Linked DNA regions of Mus musculus: region 1 is linked to region 2. A link is a contact called in public Hi-C data. All regions are on one chromosome and are shown on one strand. Each heading gives the region's core, a stretch centred on a gene start, on an enhancer-like site or on the middle of the called end of the contact. The rest is flanking DNA. Distances are from core to core; before and after follow the strand shown. Region 1 holds the start of Rplp0 (ribosomal protein, large, P0). Region 2 holds the start of Cabp1 (calcium binding protein 1).

Region 1 (5,385 bases), core at 2,576-5,075, 370 kb before region 2:
GGCCTTGACCTTGAGGGAGAAAAGGCAGTCAGCATGATCATAGTTCTACCACCTACACTCTTCCTGCTAAGAACTGACTGTCCTGTGGCAGCTTTCCAGTGAGATTACCCACCAGGGGTTCTTTCTGAGCATAGCCTGCTGGCTGGACACTTGGGCCCAGCTCTAGGGGTCTAGTCTTTTAAAATGAGAGCATGCATGCCTCCACTAATATGCATTTCCCCCCACTTTTATTAACAAAGGATCTGACTAGCTCAGGGCAGACTCTAGCCTGAATGAAAGGCCACCCAGTTTTCACCCAATACCAAACAGGACATGGAGCTTGGTTTAACAGCTTAGTTGGTAAGGTGCTGGCTTAGTGGGGAAGCACTGGTACTAGTAACAAGCCCCAACCTGGATTCAAGGTCACCCAACTACAGCTTAAGATCAGCTTTGGGGCTGGAGAGATGGCTCAGTGGTTAAAAGCAGTGACTGGGAATTCTGAAAATCTAAGCTCCCAACCTCCAGTAATGGGATTTGATACTCCTTTCTGGAGTGTCTGAAGACAGCAACAGTGTACTCATATAAATAATAAAACTTAAAAAAAAAAAAAGACCAGCTTTGGCTACATGAAACCCTGTCTTGTCTCACAAGGTACCTACTGTGTGACATAGCATGAATACACTAACTCAGCAGACTGCCACTTGCCAACCCGTCAGGCCTCTGTGGTCCTGAAAGGACAGCCTTACCTTTTCAGTAAGTGGGAAGGTGTACTCAGTCTCCACAGACAATGCCAGGACGCGCTTGTACCCATTGATGATGGAGTGTGGCACCGAGGCAACAGTTGGGTACCCGATCTGCAGACACACACTGGCCACGTTGCGGACACCCTGTATGCAGACAAGAATGACATTTTAGCTCCCCTCAGTTCAGTCTCAAGCCTGGGCAGAGCCAAGAGCCATCAGTTTGTGCTCACCCTTCCTCCAGACCTGGCTGTTCAATATTCCTTACAGTGACTTCTGAAAATCTACTCTGTTAGCCTAGTTACTGAGCACTATTAGAATATTAATCCATTTCCAGATGTGATTTACCAGTAATGAAACCTTTTCCCAATCTTGAATTATGAGTGGGGGTGGGCATGGTTGGAGTTAGAAATATAAACTATATAAATAACTCAAAAAAATGTTAAGATTAAAATGCTAAATCTATAGATGCATGTCTAATTTCAGTAAGTTATTCACTCAAGGAAACAATTTTCCTTAAGCTGGGCAGTGGTGGTGCACACCTTTAAACCCAGCACTTGGGAGGCAAAAGCAGGATTTCTGAGTTCAAGGCCAGCCTAGTCTACAAAGCCCAGGACAGCCAGGGCTATACAAAGAAACCCTGCCTCAAAACAAAACAAAACAAATCAAAAAACAAAAAAGGTCAATTTAATGGCAAAAGCCTGGTGTGGGACAGTCTTTAAAAAGATAGAGTAATAACAATTTAAATTGTTAGCATTAAATTGTATTCATCTCTCCTTGACTCAATACTCAAAATCTCACCGACCAGCAATGTTCTATTTTGTTTGAGACCTAGCTGTCCTCAAACTCACAAGAGGGTGCCTGCCTCCGCTGGGATTAGACACAGCCCCCACAGGCAGTGTTTTGCTATCACAGGCTAACAACCTTTAGAGTCCCAGCACATGACCTCCTGCCCAACTCTATTTTCTGCAGATGAGAAGATGGAACAACTGAAGATGCCAGCACGAATCTGTTGTCACACTCAGCATGGGAGGAAGGAGCTGGGCAGACATACCTCCAGAAAGCGAGAGTGCAGGGCCTGCTCTGTGATGTCGAGCACTTCAGGGTTATAAATGCTGCCGTTGTCAAACACCTGCTGGATGATCAGCCCGAAGGAGAAGGGGGAGATGTTCAGCATGTTCAGCAGTGTGGCCTCGCTGGCTCCCACCTTGTCTCCAGTCTTTATCAGCTGCACATCACTCTGAGGAAGAGAACAGCAGGACAGTTATCATCTGGACACACAGGAGGCCCAGCCCAAAGGACCGACCACTGCAGGCCATCTACTCACCAGAATTTCAATGGTGCCTCTGGAGATTTTCGTGGTGATGCCCAAAGCCTGGAAGAAGGAGGTCTTCTCGGGTCCTAGACCAGTGTTCTGAGCTGGCACAGTGACCTCACACGGGGCGATGGCACCAGCCCGAGCAGCAGCTGGCACCTAAACAGAACAGAGGTAGTCGACGGTGAAATGCCTCTCCATCGGTGAAAGCCCCGAAATGGCCAAATCCTCATTCATCGTCCCAGCCCCTTACCTTATTGGCCAACAGCATATCCCGAATCTCAGTGAGGTCCTCCTTGGTGAACACGAAGCCCACGTTCCCCCGGATGTGAGGCAGCAGTTTCTCCAGAGCTGGGTTGTTCTCCAGGTGGCCCCTGATAGCCTTGCGCATCATGGTGTTCTTGCCCATCAGCACCACGGCCTTCCCTCGGAGCGACATGCGGATCTGCTGCATCTGCTTGGAGCCCACGTTGTCTGCTCCCACAATGAAGCATTTTGGATAATCATCCAAAAGTTGCTATGAAGGAAGCCAGGAAAAACTACATTGAGAGGAAAACAAACAAAAAATACCCAGCAAAACCCGAAACCCTGCTACCTCTACCTCCCCATTGCTTCACCCTAGGTGTGACACTTCTCGCTAGGAGCCAGCCACCCGAGCCCAACGTCTGTCTTTATCTGATCCAGCTTCCTTGCTGGTTACGAGTATCACAAAATTACTGTCACAGCCAAAAATTAACTTTTAGCTGGGTGTGGTGCCACACCTGTAAAGACAGGTAAGGCTTAATTGCTAATCCGAGGCCAGCCAGAGCTATAGGGGGAAGACTTGCCTCAAGTAAATCTTAAGCTTTACTTTTTAAATAAGGCGTGCCTGGGTGACCAAAGTGACTCTGATCAGGGAAGAGACAGACTTAAAAAGCACAGAAAACAAATTATAGAGAGGTCGGGGGATCTTAGGTTGTGAAATATAAAAGGTACTACCAGACCCAAAAATCTTTGTCTCTGTCTCGGAAAAAAAAAAGAAAAGTTAACTAAAACAGACTGGTACCTACAAAGTCTGGTAGCTCTGGTTCAAAGCCACCTCAAAGGCCTTTTGTAATTAAGTCACTCAACAGCAGCCTGACTGGCAGGTCTCAGATGGGCAACAAGATGAATCACTCCAGTCTCAGCCCTTTGCACAAACGCGAAGGGCTCGACGAGATGAAAAACTGGGTGAGCGAGCTAGTTCTGGAACGCGGGGGGGGGGGGGGGAGATCCCAAGACTACAGAACTTCCCCAGGATGCCCAAACTCTGTTAAAGCGCGTGGCCAACGACCGCCCCGGGAAGACCCGGAGGCGGAAGCCGCGCGTCCCCGGCCCGCTCCACACTTACGATGATCTTGAGGAAGTAGTTGGACTTCCAGGTCGCCCTGTCTTCCCTGGGCATCACGGCGGTGCGTCAGGGATTGCCACGCGGGGTTTAAAGACGATGTCACTGGGGAGAGAGAGGGGGCAGCTTGAGCCCGGTAACCCCAACACCGGCCCCGATCCCAGGCCTAGGCCAAGCCGGCCACGCCAGAGCTGGGCCCCGGGCTGCGGCCGCCAGCAGCGCGGGCGATCCGACAAGCCAGGCGGTAGACCGGACGGGCAGAGCCCGGCCGCGATCCTTCCCGAGCCCATCGCTCCCACCCGCAACGTCCCCGCGCTCTTGCCGCCCTCCCACAACAAAACAACCCCCCAACCTCCAACGAGGACGCCTGGCGAGAGACGGGCCGCATGCCCGCGTGTGCCTTTTATAGGAGAACCAGGCGGTCCTCGAAACCCGAAGACGACGTCGTCCATGCCTATTGGCTGGTTCCATCGACTGTCCTGCCTCACTCAATAAACATGCGCGTCTATTGGCTGAGACCGCTGCCACTCCAGCAAGTCGGGAAAGTAAAGACAGCACCCGGCCGCAGGAGGCGCGCTTTCAGACCTGCTGCCCTCTGCTGGGTCGGAGCCGCCCTGCAGCGTCACCGAGTCAGTACAGCAAAACAACTTTCTGCGAAACCCTAGCTGATGCTCTAGTCTCCTCTTGTTCTTCCATTCTTTTTTCTTTCTTTTAATTTATTTATTTTTTATTTTTTTAGGTTTTTCTGTATATCCTGGCTGTCCTGGAACTCACTTTGTAGACCAGGCTGGCCTCAAACTCAGAAATCTGCCTGCCTCTGCCTCCCAAGTGCTGGGATTAAAGGCGTGCGCCACCACTGCCCGTTTTGTTCTTCCTTTCAAAACCTACATCTTCACCCGCACAAAGTTAATCAAAGATTGCCGTTTTCTCTGAGTAAACGCCTAAAACGTAGACTATTCTCAAGGTCCCACACGACTGTTTCCACTGTCGCAATCTGTTTTCTTGCTTTCCTACTGATGTGTTTGCCTCTCGCCTGATCCCTTTGCCCTTTTATCCCCTTCAAGAGTATGCCTTTTTTTTTTTTTGGTTTTGGTTTTGGTTTTTCGAGACAGGGTTTCTCTGTATAGCCCTGGATGTCCTGGAACTCACTTTGTAGACCAGGCTGGCCTTGAACTCAGAAATCCGCCTGCCTCTGCCTCCCAAGTGCTGGGATTAAAGGTGTGCGCCACCACCACCGGCTTCACAGCTTTTTGAATGGTGCTGGCCAGCTTCGGTCAGAGAAACTCACCTCCCCCACATCTTGCTGCAAATGCTATCTACTCAAGGAGACCTGCCCTGATTCTTGATTTCAAATTTTAAGGGCGGGGGCAAAACCAAACCTACTCTCCCTTACTCTCCCACCTTCTCCTGCAGCACTTACACCATCTAACTCGCTGTATAATTCACCACATTCTGCTTGTCAGCCTCTCCCTGCAGGAAGGTAAGCTCCACAGGGCAGAGATTTTATTCTGTGCCTGCCAGACAGTGGGCAGATAAGTATTTGTTGAGCAGGCAAAACGCAGGGCATGCGGCCAGATGAGACCCGGATCCATAACTTTGTTCTGCCGCTTGCTGTGTTGTCTTAAAAAGCACTTCCACTTTATTGACCGTTTGCTTTCCCTTCCAGGGATACGGGAGAAAATCGATACATAAAACTAGCTTCTTCACATATATATATATATATATATATATATATATATAATATATATATATATATATAATATATATATATATATATACACATTATATATATACACACACAGTCGTTCAACATTATTTGGATAATTGTTTTACTGAGACAGTCTCACTCCTGCCTTGTTTTTAATTGCTGAGCCATCTTCCCAGACCCATGAATAAATAAATATCCATATATAAATAAGTGTGTATATATGGGGGAAGATATTGAACCTAGGGCCTTGTTCATGCTAAACAAGCAGTCTGTTGTT
Region 2 (5,206 bases), core at 605-3,104:
GGGTCTTTGTTTGTTGATGTGCTTGCCTGCTTGCTTTGAGACATGTCTCACTATGTAGCCATGAGTGGCCTATAACTCTGTAGACTATGACAGCCTCATAGAGATCTGTCTGCCTGCCTCTGTCTTCTGAGCACTGGAATTAAAGACATGTGACACCTTGCCTGTTACATCTATCTATCTATCTATCTATCTATCTATCTATCTATCTATCTATTATGAGTACACTGTAGCTGTTTTCAGACACACCAGAAGAGAGAGGGCATCTGATCTTGTTATGGATCGTTGTGAGCCATCATGTGGTTGCTGGGATTTGAACTCAGGACCTTCAGAAGAGCAGTCAGTGCTCTTAATGGCTGAGCTATCTCTTCAGCCCAAAGCAAACACTCTTTTATTTTGGGTTTGGTTTTTTGAGACAGAATTTCTCTGTATAGCTCTGGCTGTCCTGGAACTCAGAAATCCGCCTGTCTCTGCCTCCCAAGTGCTGGGATTAAAGGTGTGCACCGTTACTGCCCAGCTTTATTTATTTATATGACAGGGTCTCATGTAGCCCAGCCTGGCCTGGAACTCGTTATTCTAACCCTCCTGTTTGCTTCTCCCAAGGGATTTCAGACATGTGCCACCACACCCAGATCCCCCCCCCAAAACACACACACACACACACACACACACACACACACACACGAGTTAGAATAGTTAAACAGAGTCTTACTCTGAAGCCTCAAGTTTATAGCAATTCTGGTTCCTCCACCTACCACATGCTGGAATTGCAGGCCCATGCCACCACGTCCAGATCTTTCTTTTTTTGCACATGCATAGGTAGAAATACACCATGCAAAAAAGAGGGTCCTCCTCGAAGCCCCGTGATATTGGGAGTCTGCCCATCTATCCTAATGAGGCTAAGCAGTGAGCAGGTTGTAAGGGACAGAGGATGGGCAGAGAACAGGGAGGCCCTCGCCTCCAAATCTTAACGTCCCTACTACTAAGCACCTTGGTACAAGGGGGCCTCAGGAGGTGCAGACTGGAGAGAAGCTGCTAAATGAGTGTGTGCCCTGTGCCAGCTCCCTCCTGCTGGAGTCTTTCTTGAGCACCAGGAAATCTTGTGTCGCCACGAAATCAGTTTGGGAAGAATCATTTGCATTTCACTGAAGAGGGGAAACCGGCTCAGGGAGGCTGATGACACTTGCCCAAGCTTCCCAGATGGCAAGCTGCAGAGCTGGGATTTGAGATTGAAACCAGCACAGTGTGACTTCCTGGATGCTTACCAAGGGCAGGAGTCCTCTCTCTAACAACTAGAAGGGCAGGAGGTGGTTCGATGGAGAAACAAGCATAGCCAACGTGTCCTACCTGGAACTTGACCACCACCAGGCACTTCCGGGACAGGTAGCTGCAGCCAGATGCCACCTGGCTCCTCTTCTGTTGTGTCAACTGTAAATTCCGTGGCTGACTTGCTCGGGGCAATCCTAGTCCGGTGTACTCTATGGAAGGTGGATGGACGAGGCATGGATACACTCCTAGCTTTATCCTTCCAGGTCATCTGGCTCCTGCGTTTGTCTGGATGGTGTCACAGAGTGCCTGCATCCTAGCTGAGTCTCTAGCGTCCTGCACCCCTTTGGTCCTATTGCCAAAGTTGTTCTCTCTGGAAAGTGCACCCTTGCTTGACTTTGGGGTGAGGGGGGGGCGACCGGCCGATCCTGGGCATGGAGGGATCCTCTGGGCGTGATAAGGGGCTCCGCCAGTCTCCTTGGGGGAGGTTAGCCAGCCCCTTCCCTCGTGCTCACATTCAGTGCCGCAGCGCCCCCTTGGCCACCAGAGGCGCCCGGAAGCGGGACTCCCCGAGCGCTGGGCGGGGCGAGGGGCGGGGCGCGGCGGCACCTGGGCCGCGGGAGAGCCGGGGGTGGGCTCTCGGGGGACAACCAGCTGCCCCCCCAGATCTGCAGCGCCGGCCGCCGGGAGCTCGAGGCTCCAGGCGCAGAGGCTGCGCTGTCACATGGGCGGCGGCGACGGGGCCGCATTTAAGCGGCCAGGGGACGGCGCCCGCCTGCAGCGCGTCCTCGGGCTTGGCTCCCGCCGGGCGCCCCGCTCTCTGCCCTCCGGGGGCCCCGCACCACCCCCGCCGGGCCATGCGAGCGCGGGCCCCGCCGCGATGAGCTCGCACATTGCCAAGAGCGAGTCCAAGACGTCGCTGCTCAAGGCGGCGGCGGCGAGCGGGGGCAGCCGGGCTCCCCGCCACAGCTCTGCGCGGGACCCCGGGCTGCGTGGCCGCCGGCTGCCCGGTCCCTGCCCCGGCTCGCCTCCACCGTGCGGGGACCCCAGCTCGCGGAGGCCCCTGTGCCGGCCCGTGCCGCGGGACGAGGGCGCGCGCGGGAGCCGGCGTGGGCTGCCCCAGGCGCACTGCAGGCCCCGGGAGACGCTACCGCCGGCCCGCGGGCGCGATGGGGAGGAACGGGGGCTGGCGCCAGCGCTCGGTCTACGGGGCTCCCTGCGATCGCGGGGTCGCGGGGACCCGGCTCCTGCTGGCACCCCCGAGGCGGACCCGTTCCTCCACCGGCTGCGCCCCATGCTCAGCTCCGCCTTCGGCCAGGTAAGGGCCGCGCCCCTCGCCCGCGCTCCGGGCACCGGCGCTCGGGACCCTACGGCGGCGGCGCGTCCCCGGTTCTGCTCGCTCTGCCCAGTCGGGGTGCACCTTGGCTCATCCTGTCCTCCCGCGGCCCTGGCGCTCCGCCACCCCCGTGTCTGATTCAGCACCCTGTGCGCTGTCCACACTTCGGGCCTCTTCCTGGGCGCCGCTCAGCTGAGCCTGCCTCGCACCTGCAAGAGCGACCTCCGCAATCCTCCGGGAGATTTTCCAGGGTCGTGAGCAGCGCTTGGAGCAGGCGGCGCCAACCTTCTCCTCTCTCTGGCCTCTGGCGACCCAGAGGAGCGAAGGGCTTGGAGTCTGAGCGGCAAAGGGGGAGGGCCTGGGAGTACAGCGAGTTGCTTGTGGATGATTTATACTAGCCGTGACTTAGAGTGTCCTCAAAGGTCTGGGAAAGTTAGGGGATTGGAAAAATGGGGAGGAGAAGAGATGTCTGGACAGGCATGAAGGGTCTGTCCAGAGCTACGGCTCCATCTAGAACTTGAGAGTGTTTTCAAGGAAGATGGTATTCCAGGGATGCTATCTGAATGGCAGTTAGGCAATTGTGGGATAAGACCCAGAAAATCCAAGCCTGGGTTGGTGTGCCTTTTAGGGTTAGGAAGGCCACTAAGAGGTCATTGGTGACTCATTTTTGTCCCTCGCACGCCTTTGCCCGCAAGGATTCCAGTCAGCGGGGCATTTACAAACAGCTCAAGGCTACATTGTGGTATTGTGTCGCAGGAGAGACAGGAACCCGTGAACTTCTGAGCAAAGCCAAGATTTCCTCTAGTTGGGAGACTGTAATTGAATCAAACTCAGGGAGTCAGTTCTGCAGAGGCGCAATCAAAAGGCTGGCATAGTTTCAGACACAGGGGTCTAAGTGTTTCTTTGGTAGGATCTATCGCAAAGATAACCACCTCAAGCTCCCGCTGGCTGTGCGGGGATCAGGAGGCCGCGTGTGTTTTTTGCTTCAGAACTGCTCGCTTCTTTTCAAAATACTACTCTGCAGTGGTTAATGCAGGCGGGGCTCTGTCATGAAGGCAGCTGCACGTGGATTCGGGTTGCACCGGGACCGCTGTGATGGTGTGACGGGGCCAGCAGGCACACGGCTTTGTTCCTGCAGGGAGCCCTGTTAGCGGTGCTCAGGAGTAGAGGTTTGGACGCAGGGCCCTGCGAGAGAGAGGGAGAGGGCGAGAGCCTGGCTACGTGCCAAGGGAGATGCTCACTGCAGTGGTTTGTGTGCTCCAAGGAGCCTAAGCGTGTTAGGAGTGATTTGTGGGTCTGGACTGGGTTGTCATTCAAATGCTGTGTTGTGAGTGGGGAGCTGCAATTCACTCAGTTACTAAGCATTTCTTGAACACCTACTTTCCCGGGGCATTGGTGGTACACTAGGAAGCGAGTGGTGGGAAGAGTTAGGATTTGGGGCTGTTTTGGAGCTCTCGACCCAGCCGTTTGGAAGGTGCCCAGTCATCAGGCTGATTAGTCAGTTTGCCAGTGATCTGGCAAAAGGACCATTGCTCCCTACATTTGCAACATTTGCTGGCAGAGGCCTTTGTCCAAGCCCCAGAACCTTTCAACGACCTCTTCCATGTCTCAGCCATTAAGTGGAGACGATTCTCCAGCCCCCGGGTTCTGAAATGTCACGGGGTCACTTGAGTCACAAGGAGCTGGAAGGTGCCATGAAATATTTACTACCTCTCTCTGGAAGCGCTTGCCTCTCAGAGCAGCAGACTCTCTCCCCTTCCACCCCCTCCCCTCAGCACATTCAGTTTGAGTTTCCTGGTGACGACTCCTCTAAGGGATTTGTGGGGACAGGACCACAAACCCATCTAAGAGGTTTGTGTCAGAGCCTCCTGTCTCCTTTGACTAGGAAGAAGTAGTTTCTCCTTGCTATCTCTCTCCTGCATTGAACATTCTGTCCTTAAAGATAGGGTGGAGACTAAGAGAAGGCAAAATGGAGCCCTGAAAACAGAAAGTTCTAGGTGGATCCACTTAGGGCAAAGTGTATTTTGTTCACGCCGTTAACTTATTTATCAAAAATTTTAACTTTTTTTTTTTAAACCTCAGGTGAATTAGGTGAATTGCTTTTATCTCATCAGGGCTTTTATTTATTGAGAGAGAGAGAGAGAGAGAGAGAGAGAGAGAGAGAGAGAGAAAAGATCAATTATAGTGAATTGGGGAAGTTAAATGGTTTCTGCAGGCCTAGGTATAGAGAGCTTGGTCCACTGGGTATCACCAAGCCAGGGTGGCATCTATGTTGCTGTTGCTGATGCTGATTAACTATAAGGCTGCACTTCTTCTGCTTGTAATAGCAGCAGAGAGAGCCAGGATTGGGCACACTAGAGGTATCCAGATAGACTCTCCACACTTGGGGAAATGGGAAGTAAGACCCCCCACCTCCACACACCCCCCAGTGACAACCGGGAGTGTCTCTGCTGCCTGTAGGGAGGAGACACTGTGGCTTCAAGGCTGATGTGTGGGATGGTGGCTGGGAAAGGTACCAGATCCCTAGCTTCCAACTTTGTCACTTTGTATCTCTGTGACCTTGGCATCATTTTTCTCTCTGTGGCGGTGGTTTCTTCTTCCAGAATT

What was found. Hi-C and Micro-C count contacts between places; a contact is called where the count stands out from the background.
Region 1: a Hi-C map of Sertoli cells shows a contact between it and region 2, with 5 times the contacts expected there. The contact joins the promoter of Rplp0 here to the promoter of Cabp1 in region 2. A contact is called at or near these places in 1 of 484 Hi-C or Micro-C datasets (Sertoli cells) and 1 of 9 other capture datasets (adipose tissue).

Annotation. Positions count from the first base shown.
Region 1 is chr5:115,557,907-115,563,291 of GRCm38.p6, reverse strand. It overlaps Rplp0 (ribosomal protein, large, P0), which reads right to left and starts at 3,825. Exons shown (of 7, transcript NM_007475.5): 1 at 3,753-3,825; 2 at 3,404-3,505; 3 at 2,288-2,551; 4 at 2,047-2,193; 5 at 1,774-1,959; 6 at 726-866; 7 at 1-9. The coding sequence starts at 3,457.
Region 2 is chr5:115,191,029-115,196,234 of GRCm38.p6, reverse strand. Cabp1 (calcium binding protein 1) reads left to right here and starts at 1,854. Exons shown (of 6, transcript NM_001310712.1): 1 at 1,854-2,581. The coding sequence starts at 1,988. Gm35515 (a long non-coding RNA gene) reads right to left here and starts at 1,897. Exons shown (of 3, transcript XR_387599.4): 1 at 1,345-1,897.